Regions from separate parts of the Mus musculus genome. Here all the other regions are linked to region 4. A link is a contact called in public ChIA-PET and promoter capture Hi-C data. All regions are on one chromosome and are shown on one strand. Each heading gives the region's core, a stretch centred on a gene start, on an enhancer-like site or on the middle of the called end of the contact. The rest is flanking DNA. Distances are from core to core; before and after follow the strand shown. Region 1 holds the start of Actn1 (actinin, alpha 1). Region 2 overlaps Actn1 (actinin, alpha 1). Region 3 has its middle 60 kb from the start of Mir1843a. Region 4 holds the start of Exd2 (exonuclease 3'-5' domain containing 2).

Evidence for each region. ChIA-PET counts read pairs in DNA pulled down with a chosen protein or histone mark. Capture Hi-C pulls out chosen DNA fragments and counts their contacts.
Region 1: a promoter capture Hi-C map of adipose tissue shows a contact between it and region 4. The contact joins the promoter of Actn1 here to the promoter of Exd2 in region 4. A contact is called at or near these places in 14 of 39 promoter capture datasets (the 3T3-L1 cell line, the C10 cell line, the SN4741 cell line and 8 more), 5 of 484 Hi-C or Micro-C datasets (brain, cerebellum, embryonic stem cells and 1 more), 6 of 115 datasets of contacts at active chromatin or transcription factors (the SCID.adh cell line, craniofacial prominence, embryonic stem cells and 3 more) and 3 of 9 other capture datasets (adipose tissue, macrophages and pancreatic islet).
Region 2: a contact with region 4 is called in an RNA polymerase II ChIA-PET map of memory CD8 T cells, with 22 read pairs. The contact joins the enhancer-like site here to the promoter of Exd2 in region 4. A contact is called at or near these places in 2 of 39 promoter capture datasets (cranial neural crest and embryonic stem cells), 1 of 15 datasets of contacts at CTCF or cohesin (large pre-B cells), 1 of 484 Hi-C or Micro-C datasets (granulocyte-monocyte progenitors), 4 of 115 datasets of contacts at active chromatin or transcription factors (embryonic basal ganglia, embryonic hindbrain, memory CD8 T cells and 1 more) and 1 of 9 other capture datasets (adipose tissue).
Region 3: an RNA polymerase II ChIA-PET map of memory CD8 T cells shows a contact between it and region 4, with 14 read pairs. The contact joins the enhancer-like site here to the promoter of Exd2 in region 4. A contact is called at or near these places in 1 of 39 promoter capture datasets (macrophages), 3 of 115 datasets of contacts at active chromatin or transcription factors (effector CD8 T cells, memory CD8 T cells and microglia) and 2 of 9 other capture datasets (adipose tissue and liver).

What each region holds. Positions count from the first base shown.
Region 1 is chr12:80,258,885-80,261,681 of GRCm38.p6, forward strand. It overlaps Actn1 (actinin, alpha 1), which reads right to left and starts at 1,479. Exons shown (of 21, transcript NM_134156.3): 1 at 1,103-1,479. The coding sequence starts at 1,207.
Region 2 is chr12:80,207,368-80,210,169 of GRCm38.p6, forward strand. Actn1 (actinin, alpha 1) reads right to left here. Exons shown (of 21, transcript NM_134156.3): 2 at 1,992-2,106. Among named protein-coding and RNA genes, the nearest start is that of Actn1, 52 kb to the right of the region's middle. Within about 2 kb of position 1,339, at least 74 of the 459 cell types and tissues checked have an H3K27ac peak or open chromatin away from gene starts, as enhancers often do. A contact at or near this core is called in adipose tissue and memory CD8 T cells, where this site is marked.
Region 3 is chr12:80,330,166-80,333,037 of GRCm38.p6, forward strand. No RefSeq gene overlaps it. Among named protein-coding and RNA genes, the nearest start is that of Mir1843a, 60 kb to the right of the region's middle. Within about 2 kb of position 1,591, at least 71 of the 459 cell types and tissues checked have an H3K27ac peak or open chromatin away from gene starts, as enhancers often do. A contact at or near this core is called in effector CD8 T cells and memory CD8 T cells, where this site is marked.
Region 4 is chr12:80,461,684-80,464,648 of GRCm38.p6, forward strand. It overlaps Exd2 (exonuclease 3'-5' domain containing 2), which reads left to right and starts at 1,412. Exons shown (of 9, transcript NM_133798.3): 1 at 1,412-1,597.

The sequences.
Region 1 (2,797 bases), core at 229-2,728, 200 kb before region 4:
ACGCGCCATCCTGTACACCCCCCCCCCCATTCCCAGATCACGAAGTGGGGGGGGGGGGACTGAACGGGAGTTGGGTGTTGGGGGGTCAGGGTACGTGGCCGCCTAAGGAACGCGCTCTCTGCTCAGGCAGGAAGCCGTGACAGGGTTAATGTCTCCCCCTCCCCAAGCAAGAGAGGTTTCTGACCTCTTCCTGCCTATAGCCATTACGCTCCGGACCCATCGCCAATTTCTCAGCTCAGACGGGGCAGCATATCCCGAACCTTGCTGATGGCGACTAGGATACAGGGCCGTGGATCCTCGGAGAACAACCCCAAATATCTCCTGAGACTGTCTCTCCACCAGGAGCCCAACTAGAGCCAAGCTACTCAAACTCGCGTTTCGCCAGCAAAAGAACCGGGCAGAACACAGATGTGAGGGTTTGCAGCCACCAGTTCACTGAGTTAGCAATAAAACCGTTCACCGTCCTGACCCCGCCCCCACAAGGCCCTGAGGAGCCCGCGAACGACCCCCGATTCTCAGCTCCAGCCGCACTCCGGAACGTCCACTTCCAGGTAGATCCCGAGGAGGTCGCCAAACCCTCCGACACCGGCTCTGCCCACTGTCTGCAGACCCAGCTCGGGGCGCAGTAGTCGGGGCAGCTTGCCCCTATGGTACAGAGCCCCAGGGGCGGCCCAGGAAGCGTGCTGCCACCGCACGCCATATGGAGGCGCCAGGAAAAAGAAGGAAGGAGAAAATCGATCCCGAGTAAGCAGCCATGGAGCCTAAGTCTCAGCCCCAGCCTCTGGAGCATCGCCCCCGCGCCTTGCCCACGGGGAGACAGTTTCGGCTGCACCGGGGTGGCCCGGACCACCCGCTCTGAGGCGATTTGCCCTCCGGCGGCGCCACCTCCCCGCGCCGCGGCGAACTGTTCGCGGGCTCCAGGGCAGGGGTGCTCCGCTCTCCCGCCCGGTGCCTGTAACTCAATACCCCACCTCGCAGTGGCCGCGATGTCCCCGCCTCCGCTCTTGCGCGCCGGGAATTGGTTTCCAACCCGGAGCCCAGGAGTGCAGCGGCCAGAGCGGATCAGGGCTCAGGGCTGTAGCGGGTGGGGGTGGCTGCTAACCTTCCTCTGCTGCTTCTCCCAGGCCGGATCCAGGAGCAGGTCCCGATCCCAGTCCTCTTCAGGCTGCATGTAGTCGTTGGTCTGCTGGGAATCATAATGGTCCATGATGGTGCGTGCGTGCTAGGAGCTGGATTTCTTCCTCCACCTTCTCTCCAGGCGACGGCGGCTGCTGCCCGGGTGTGGGGAGGGTGTCGGCAGGGCTGGGCTGGGCTGGGCTGGGCCGGGCTGGGCTGGGCTGGGCTGGCGGGGCCGGGCTCGCTCCCCTGCGCCCGCTTCCGCCGCGGCTCTGTTCGCAGAGGCTGCTGCTGCCGGCGGCGGCTGGAGCTCGCGGACTGCCTTCCTGGGGCGCGCGCTCGGACCTAATCTCCACGCACACTGCTCTCAGTGAACACTCGCGCTGCGGGAGCAGAGGCGGGCGGGGGCGGGGAGAAGGGGCAGAGCCCTCCCGAGGTTCTCCATTGGCCAGGCCGAGTTGCCCAAACTTCCCCCCAGCGCCTCTCATTGGGAATTCCTGGCATCCGTCAGGCGGGTCTCTGTGCATATAGGTGGACTGGGCGGCCCCCTCCGGGCGCGCACGCCACCGCCCACTCCCTGGGTTCCCACTCCCCCGCAGCTCATGTGACACCACCTTAAGCTGAACCGGAGTGGAGCCTGGGGACGCCTCCCAGAGCTCGGGGACCAAATGGCACTGTGCTCCGGAGCCCGAGGAGTCGCTGAGGATTGGTCCCGTTCCCTGCCGGCGGGAAGGCCCAGAACTCCGGCGCACCGGTGTTCCTGCGGTCCCACGCAAGCTACAAACCCCAGCAGGGCGCGGGGAAACCCAAGGCATATTTCGTTTTCTCTTTCTCGGGGAAACTAGGTTGGGACAAGTCGGCACCCTGGAAAGGGGTTGGGAGGGCCCACAGTAGAAAGGAATTTCCTGATTCCACCACTGCTCCCGCCCCGCCCCTCGGGACCAGGCTGATCCCTGTCCTTCTAGAGCCAGATTTGTGGCTAGCTGGCATTTCTCAGCCCACTGAGTTTCCCGCCTCGCCAAGGATCCTTGGGTACTTCTCTAGGGTTCCGTGCACTGGCCCGCTGCGGACTTCTTGTGTGGCAGCTTGGCTGTCCGGCTTCCCAGGTTCCTTGGCAGGTATTCCCCGGTGGACTAACACAGCTGAAGCTACCTTCTGGAGACTAGTTTCCTCCTTCCCCACTTTTACAGCTTCCCTACCTACACTTTGCTGAAACTAGGAAGAGCCCTAAAATGGTCTACCTGTATCATAAACCTAGCAGATGCATACACCTAATAGATGGAGAAACTGAGACTCAAAGAGCAGAGCTAGACAAGAGACTTAACCAGCATGGACTCTACAGGCCCATTTTGTGTGTAACCTTGTGCCTGACAAAACCTTATTATCCTTGGAGGAGGAAGAAACAGCGCAAGACTAACTAAACTGCTTGGTGCTAGCGGTACTCCCTGGGCTCAGTAAAGGAGGGTGGAAATGTGTTGGTCCAGCACTGTTGCATTCTGGGAAGAAGCCGCCCGGATTCCTAGTGGTCTTTTGAGGGACTCTGAGTATGAAAATCAGTAACAAGGAAACCTGCAGTTGGTTTTGCATTCTGGTGTGGACAACAGATACATCCCTCTTGTACCAGTAGGGCTTAATTTATACAGGCATCCCTTAATACTCGGGACTCATTTCAGAACCACTG
Region 2 (2,802 bases), core at 89-2,588, 250 kb before region 4:
GGGAATATGGAATGTCTGCTAATGAAAGCCTCAGGCAGTGGATGCAGCCAACACAAGAGAAAAACCACGAGGAAGGAAGGGCTACCCAAGACCACTGAAGCTCACATCATACCACCATACCTCCCCAGGATTGGACATGGTTGTGCCGGCTACAATCTTCACTCTTGAGTTCTGTTTTGTTTTTTGTTTTGGGGGTTTGTTTGTTTGTTTGTTTGTTTGTTTTTTGAGACAGGTTATAGCCCTGGCTATCCTGGAACTCACTTTGTAGACCAGGCTGGCCTTGAACTCAGAAATCTGCCTGCCTCTGCCTCCCGAGTGCTGGGATTAAAGACGTGCACCACCACGCCAGGCTGAGTTCTGGTCTTATTTCAGTACTATTCTCCCTTCTTATGCCCCCAGCTCTCTCATTAGTGCCACGGTATGTTAGAGGTATTTATTGCAGGGGTTCACAACTAAGGGATTGCCTTGAGTCTCAGTAGAGACTCTGGGCTTAGATTTCTGAACAATGTTGGAATTGCCAAGTCCATGGGAACTCATGGAGATAAATTGAATGCAGTCTTCTGGGGTCCAGGGGTAGAATGTTATGATTTAAAGTGACGTGTTCCGGTATCAAGTTGACAAGAGGCAGCCTGTGATGCTCAGTCTTAAGTGTTGACTTGAATGGATTAAGAGATGCCAAGATTAGTCAAGTACAAGCCTGGGTGTTCTCAGAGATAATTACATCATTAGGGATCCGACCCAATCAACAGGTTAATGCCTTGACAGATTCATAATATGATGGCATCATTAAAAGTCAGTGAAGGCAAAAGGCAGGGCTCTTGGAGGAAGAATATCACCGGGGGCGGGGGGGGGGGACCTCTCTGGCCTCTTCACACACCCGTTTCTTGGCCTCTTGCTGTCATGATGCCCACTGAGCCGCTCTACCACATCCTCCCTGCCACAACAGGCTGACGCGTGTGAAGCCACGAGCCAAAATAAATAATCCCTCCCCTTTAAAAAAAAAGCCAAAATGATTATGTTTTCCATTGTGTATATTTTGCCCTGCTCAGGTTTCACTTTAAAGGAAATATGAAAAGTTGTTTTTAAAGAACTGAATCTGTCGAAGTCACGCAAACACAGGGAACAGGATGGCATGTCATCTGGGGAGCCGTGGCAGAGGGCCTGAGGTCCGCTACCTTTTTGGGAAGAGTCGGTTGGAAACAAAGCAGGTGCCAGCTCTCAAATGATCCTAAGGGCTCTGCAAAGGAATGCGAGGCCCAGACTGGAAGCCCTCGGGGAGGCACAAAAGCCTTCCAAGCGAGGGAACAACGTGACCATATTTGGGCTGTCAGAGGATCTTAGGCCTGGGGCGGCTTCACAAAGCGGGACTTCAGGGAGGAGGAGACAGGGAGGAGACAGAACCTAAGGCCTTCCCGGCCTTCCCAAGGTTTCCTCTAGGTGGGAGTCACCAGAAGCCCACAGGACAAAAGGCTCGAAGGGGATCATGAAAGAAGGAAACAGACAGCCAAGAATGCAAACGTCAAGTTGGAAAGAAAGGTAGAGCAGAGCAGTCTGTGGTCCCAGGCTTGGTTTAAGATAAGATGAAGTGTGCAGCAAAAACAGAGGGCCAGCTACTGCTTTGAGCACCCAAGAGGACATGCACAATGCTATTATTTGGATGTGGTTTGTCCCCTAGTGGTTCAGGTCCTGGAAGCTTGGCTGGCTGCAGCATGGTGATTCTCCAAGTCATAAGACAGGGCTAAGGTCATTAGGGTAATCCCTCCAAGGAATGAGAGTAAGTGGTGTGTGCTACTTTATTAATCGTGATGATGTTTCTTAATTAGAAGTTATGATCTTAATTAATTCTCTTTTTTTTTGTATTTTTTATTATATGAGAATTTTGCTTGCATGTATGCGAATGCACCACATGTGTGCCTGGTGCCCAGGGAGGCCAGTGTGAACGTGGACAGAACCCAGAGATACCACCGGGTCCTGGGCTGGGGCCGGCTCACCTGAGATGACCTCCAGGAGCAGCATGAGCTTCAGGCCATCTCGGAAGTCCTCTTCGATGTTCTCGATCTGTGTCCCCGCTTTGCGCAGGTGGGAGTTGCACCAGGCTGTGAACGTCTAATACAAAGGGAAGACAGGCAGATGGTCAGTCTCCTCATGGGCCACCGTAGTCTCTGAGGCACGCACCCCAGGCCTCAGTGGCTTCCAGGGTCCTCGCCCCACACTTTCTTAACAGTTGTTCTACGAAAGGCCTTCAACAGGCTTGGGCCATCCTCAGCGTATAAGCCACGTGAAGGGACCAGGGAAGGTGGCCACCCACTCAGCAGAATCCATAGTCACTCTTAGTGTGGTTGTTCCATATGGTCACATTAACTTATCCTCTGCCCTTAGTATATATGTCTGCCCCATCGTCCTGCCAGGTCCAGGTGTTTACTCAGCATCTGCATCCAGGACGGCTCCAGGGCAGCTACTCACAGGTGCTCAGTCTACCCTGGCAGATACTTCAACGGGGCCTGCACTTTCCCAGCTGCAGATATTCTCATGGATCCTGAACAGCAGTGAAGCAGCCAGCACTCCAATTTTCTTAGGGTCCCCAAAGCCATTGTCACCCCCAGTCATCAGGAAGTAATCTAGAGAACAGGACAACCTCACTCCTGCCCCACCGTTACCCCCTCCTAGCTACTCATTTTTAATTAAATAAGAAAGGAGGAATGTTGGCTTACAGGAACTTCCGCTAGGCTCCTCCCAGGAACCTAGCAAGCTTATGTCATTGGCTTACATCATCAGCTTACATCATCACCTGCCGTCTTTACC
Region 3 (2,872 bases), core at 341-2,840, 130 kb before region 4:
AGGAAGGGGTAGTAAAAAGAACTGACAGGCACTAATAATGCTCCTCTCTGGTCTGGCTATTCTCTGTGCTAAGATTGTATTGAGCCAGTTAAGCACATGACCAGCCAGTTAAGCTGGCTGTATGGAGTTTGCCGTTATCCTCTAGAGCCTAGATCTTCTAGATTTTGAAGGTGGGAACTCTAGAACCTGAGGAGAGTGGAGACCTGATTCCTTCCTGTCTGCCAAGGCCTGTCCCAACCCTGCAGGAGACTACATGATCTACGACTGCATTAATGGTTGTAAGGGCCAATTTCAACTAGAACAGATGAGCTAGTAATCCAAAACAAAAATATAGCTTGGTTGTCTTTTTTTTTTTTTTTTCCTCTCTCCTAAGACAGGGTTTTTCTGTGTAATCCTTGCTGTCCTGGAACTTACTCTGTAGACCAGGCTGGCCTCAAACTCAGAGATCTGCCTACCTCTGCCTCCTTCCTTCCTTCCCTCCTTTCTTTCTGAAGGTGCTGAGAGTACAGATGTGTACCTCCCTTGGCTTTGTAAACCTGACCTCCCAGCCATTTCAGTCTTTAGGGTAAGTCTGACTCTTGCATAGGAGATCCTAGAGTCACACTTGCCATGTCGTACCAGCATCAGCCCAGCCTACCCTTCCTTCATTCCAAGTGGAATCCAAGAACTTACTTTTCTCACCCGGAGGAGGAGAGGTTAAAAGTGCAGTGTTTAGCAGGTCCATACAGTCCCCTCAGGAGTAACTTATCTCCCAGTCTTAGGAAGTGTTTGCCTACTGGACTTGAAACCAGGGGGCAGGGGCGGCGGGTGGTGGGGGATCAGTAGACATAGCTGCTGACTGGACTATCTCCATAGGTCTCTCCGTGGGATCTTCAAGCTGGGGGAACCGTGATCCAGGCACTGACTGACCTTTGTGCCAGCCAACTCTTTCCTGACAGATGTGTGGAATAAGACAGAGCTGAGGCCAGCGTCCACCTTTTGTGCTGATCCATCTCTCTCAGTGGGTTTAATCCCCAGCGCCACAACCCCCCACCCCCCAAACCGTAAAGGACATGAGCTGCACACTGCTCATTCCGGCTCATTTGAGAAGACTCAGTGTTCCAGAGCAGAGTAAAGCTTGGGCTTGCACCTAGGAAGACTCCTTTCCTCACCAGGCCTTGCTCCTTAAGAAAGAAAGAGAGAGAGAGAGAGAGAGAGGGAGGGAGAGAGAGAGAGAGGGAGGGAGGGAGGGAGGGAGGAAGGAAGGAAGGAAGGAAGGAAGGAAGGAAGGAAGGAAGGAAGGAAGGAAGGAAGGAAGGAAGGAAGGAAGGGACAGGGTCATTCTATGTAGCCCTGGCTATCCAGAGAGTTGATGTGTAGGCCAGATCAGAATTCTGCCTGCCTCTTGCCTCCAAGTGGCTGGGATTAAAGGCATGTGTCACTGCATGCAGCCATCAGGTCCTTTCTTGAACTTGAAGGGTCTTTTAGTCTCAAGCCCAGGCATGGGCTTGTAAACGGAAGCAATCAGGTTCCTATTCTCTAGTTCCTTGTATTTCCCCATGTCCTGCCCCTCCCCCTCAGCATGTTGATGACTTTTCTCTTACAGCCAACCAGAGCTGAGAATGTGGTCAGAGGTGCAAGCTCTTGGGTGTAGGGGGAGGGTGTCCCAAACTCAAGTCACTCTTTTCTTTTGTCAAAGCCTCCACCTGACACAAGCTGCCTCCGTGTGACCATTTGCAATCCCTTACTATTGCTGTACATTGTGATCCAGCCCCAGTCACACTTGATAAGAGTGAGGCCATAAGGAAATCATGCAGGAAGCCAGGCCCCAGAGACCACATTCAGGAAGCAGTGAGATCAGTTGGGAGCACCAGCCTTAGTGATCAGCAACTGAAACTCCACCTTTGAAATGGGACAGAAGAGGCTGGTGAGGGCTCTCCCCCTCTCTTGTAGGGTCAGCTCTTAAGGTCCCGCCTGCTTGGTGCTTTGTCTGCTGTATGACACTGTGTTCTGACCTCTCTTCAGGCAGATGTGCTTTACTGGAAACCATTTCACCTTTAAGTGTAATTCCATTGCCTCTTTTCCACCAGTAATGCAAACCGCTCACCTCTCACATTTCTCTGCCCTAAGAACCGCGGCCATGCTCCCACATCACTAATTCAGCTCCTTTACCACTGCAGGCAGCAGATGTGAGCTTTCCTTCCTTGATCTATTGATCTATCAGACTTCCTTGCTGGTTTTTATGGTTTAGCCTTTTTGGATGAGATACTAAGATATTCTCTCTTCTCTTCTTTCTCTTCTCTCCTCTCCCCTCCCCTTCTCTCTCCTCCCTCCCTCCCTTTCTCTCTCTCTCTCTCCTTCTCTCTCTCTCTCTCTCTCTCACACACACACACACACACACACACACACACACCCCTCTCAATCAACCCTGCATAGAAAACTGGTTAACTCTTCTTTGGCACATGCAGCGGTTTTCCATGGCTCCCTCCTTCCCAGGTTCTTAGGGATGGCCCAGCACCAGGTCTAAGAACTTGACCTCAGAAGCCCAGAGAGCTTTGGTGTCTCACTTCTTAAGGTCTAGGTCTTTTTCTAGTATTATTATATTAAAATTTTAGTTTAATAACATTTGCCACCCCTTATCTCAACCTTTATAAGCTTGTTGTGAGCAAGGATCTATGAGATCTCTATCAGCCATGTCTGGCTTTTAAGCTTCCAGCTCTTAGGGGTGGCACTACAAAGGGTCAAAGGTCTAAGAGGTCTCCCCAAAGGCTCCAAAGCAAGCTTTGCAATGTCTATGGTAATGGGGAGATCTACTCTCTTCCAGTGCTTGTAGGCTGAGACTTGCTGTCAAACAGTATTCTTTCTCTGGAGGACCTTGACTATCCATATTTCT
Region 4 (2,965 bases), core at 162-2,661:
TGTTCAGTGACTTATCCCTTTGTGTGATGTGTGAGAATAGCACCATGTCTGAGAGGATTTTATAGAGTTCTAAAATTATTATGGGCATTTCCCTCAAATTTCTGTATCTTCAAAAGATGTCCTCTCACTTCTCACATTGTATGTGTGTGTGCTCAAGTGCTACTGTGGATGTTTCCAACCAGCCTCTAAGCTTCTTGAGTGGACAGAAAAAGATGAAAATTTATAAACAAAACAAAACTCCTTCCTTTTTGAGATAGCGTTTCGTGTAACCCAGGCTTACCTCAAATTTATCATTGTAGCCTGAGGTCTAGATCCCCACCACTGCATAAACGGGGTGTGGTGGCCCAAGCCTGCCTGTAATCCTAACACTTGGGAGATGGAAGCTGGAAGATCAGGAATCTAAGGTCACCTTTGCTCACATTTTGAGAGTTGAGAGCCAGATTGTGCTACACAACACCCTGCTTTAACCCCCTTAAAAAAAAAATCAATCCTGAATGAATGGTTTCATATATAGACAATATTGTGGTTGTTATGAGGATATAGGGACCAGGAGAGATGACAACAGTAAAGAGCACTGGTTGCTCTTCTGGAGGACCCAGGTTCAATTAACAGCCCCCACACAATAGCTCAACACTTTCTATAATTTTTTTTCCTTTTCTTTTCTTTCTTTCTTTTTTTTTTTTTTGGTTTTTTGAGACAGGGTTTCTCTGTGTAGCTCTGGCTGTTCTGGAACTCACTCTGTAGACCAGGCTGGCCTCGAACTCAGAAATCCACGCCGGCTCTATAAATCTTTTCCAGGGGCTCAACGCCCTCTTCTGGCATCTTCAGACATGTACGAGAGGGGAGAGGGAGAGAGGGAGAGGGAGGGAGAGAGAGGGAGATGGGGAGAGGGGAGAGAGAGAGAGAGAGAGAGAGAGAGAGAGAGAGAGAGAGAGAGAGGGAGAGAGAGAGAGAGAGAGAGAGAGAGAGAGAGAGAGAGAGAGAGAGAGAGAGAGAGAGAGAGAGAGAGAGATTAATGGCTATAATATATAACGCGAATGAAGAGCACATTCTGTAAACAGTTTCCTTATTTTCCCGCTCGAATATAAGAAAATTAATGGGGGTGGGTGGGTATGGGGGACTTTTGGTATAGCATTGGAAATGTAAATGAGCTAAATACCTAATAAAAAAATGGAAAAAAAATAAGAAAATTAATGTAGTGGAGAAACGCTACCCTGGGTAAAAGAGAAAAAATGTCCTGTGTTGCATTTGTGAGCGAAAGTTCAATAGGCTTCTTCCTTCAAAGCCAAAACCAAAAGACGAAGCGGCATCTCAGAAAACACCACTTTTCTGAAGACATTAAGTCTTCGCAATTATAACCCTCCTTCCCCATCCTTTAACCGAGAACCTGGGGAGGAAATGCTGCCCTAGCGGCTTCCGTACAAAATGGCGCGGCCCATAGGCACACACCACGGGGGTTGTATCCTCCTGGCCAGCCACTGGGCCGGAAGTGGCTACGGCTTTTATGCATCCGGGTGGGTGCGCCCAGACCGCCGCGGGGGTTCCAGCTTGTCAGCGTGGGGTGCCGCAGGTGTTCGGTCGAGGCTGGAGGCCGCAGGTAAGGGAAGCTCGGGTTGGCAAAGTCCTCTCTGGGGTTGTGTGGCAGGCAGAGGGGTTTCCAGCGCGGCTCGAGAGGGTGGTGATGCTGAAGGGACCACTTTGCGCGTGGGCGACTGTTGGGCTGCAGAGGTGCCCAGGCGTTGTTGGCACTGCCCCTCTCCCCGCCCTGAGGCGCGGCCTCTTGGCCCCTCACTCTCGGTGTGGGCGGTTGAGCCCTCAGGTTCGGGGAGGACTCGTCCCGCCATTGGTCCCCAAGCCTTCCCGGGCCGCCCCTTTCCATCCGCCCGTCTCCTCGTCAGGAGCATCCACCAACCCTTCAAGGCTTTCTGACCTCGTCAGTTAAAAAGCAGCCCCCGCCGGGGTTCCTCCGGGCTTCGGGGGACCCGCCCCACCCGGGACCTGCGGGGCCACATCGCTCGCCGCCCGTCGATTTGCTGGGCACCACCTCTGGCTTTGGCTTTTCACCTTTGGCTTTGGCTTTTTTTTTTTGGCGGGGCAGATCAAACTAGAACTTTAAATCTTATTTATTAAAAATGGACAGCTGTTCACCAAAATTCAGACAACTCAAGTATTTATAAGCTTTGGTACACGATTGGACGCAAATTCCCTTATGTAACCATTCCTTAGAAACACAGAACTGTTTTGTTTTTAGTAACTTTTTTTTCTTTTTTTCTTTTTTTTTTTTTCTTTTTTAAAGAACTGGAGTAGTGGGGAGGGGGAGGGTCTCTCGCTATGTAGCCCTTTCTGGCCTGGAACTCAGGGATCTGTTGGCCTCTGCCAAGTGCTGGGATTAAGTCAAGATTTATTTTTGTTTATGTGTGTGCGTTATTTGGAGCCGGAGTTGCAGCCGCCTGTGAGCTGCCTGGTGGGAGGGAGTGTGCTAGGAGCTGAATTTGCGTCCTCTGGAAAAGTAGCTGGTGCTGTTGAATTATTTTGTTGAAAATACATCTTTTTCTCTTCACATAATATATTCCGACTGTGGTATCCACTTCCTCCACCCCTTCCAGTTCCTCCCCACCTCCCTTCCCATCCGAATCCACTCCCTTTCTGTCTCAATTAGAAAACAAACAGGCTTCTAAGGGGTTATAATAAAATCGAACAAAATAAAATATAAGCTAAATAAAACCATCAAATCAAAATTGGACAAGACAAACAGCAAAGACACCAAGAGAAGACATACGAGTCAGAGACCTGCTTGTTTGAATCCTCAGGGATCCCATAAAAACACTAAACTGGAAGCTGTAACTTAGTGGAGGACCTGTTGAACTCCTGCGTGGGCCCTGGGCATGAAGCCCCAGCCTCTCATGAGTTCCTATGAGCTTTGTTGAGTTCATGTAGAGGGTCTTGTTTTTTAGTGTCCTTCATC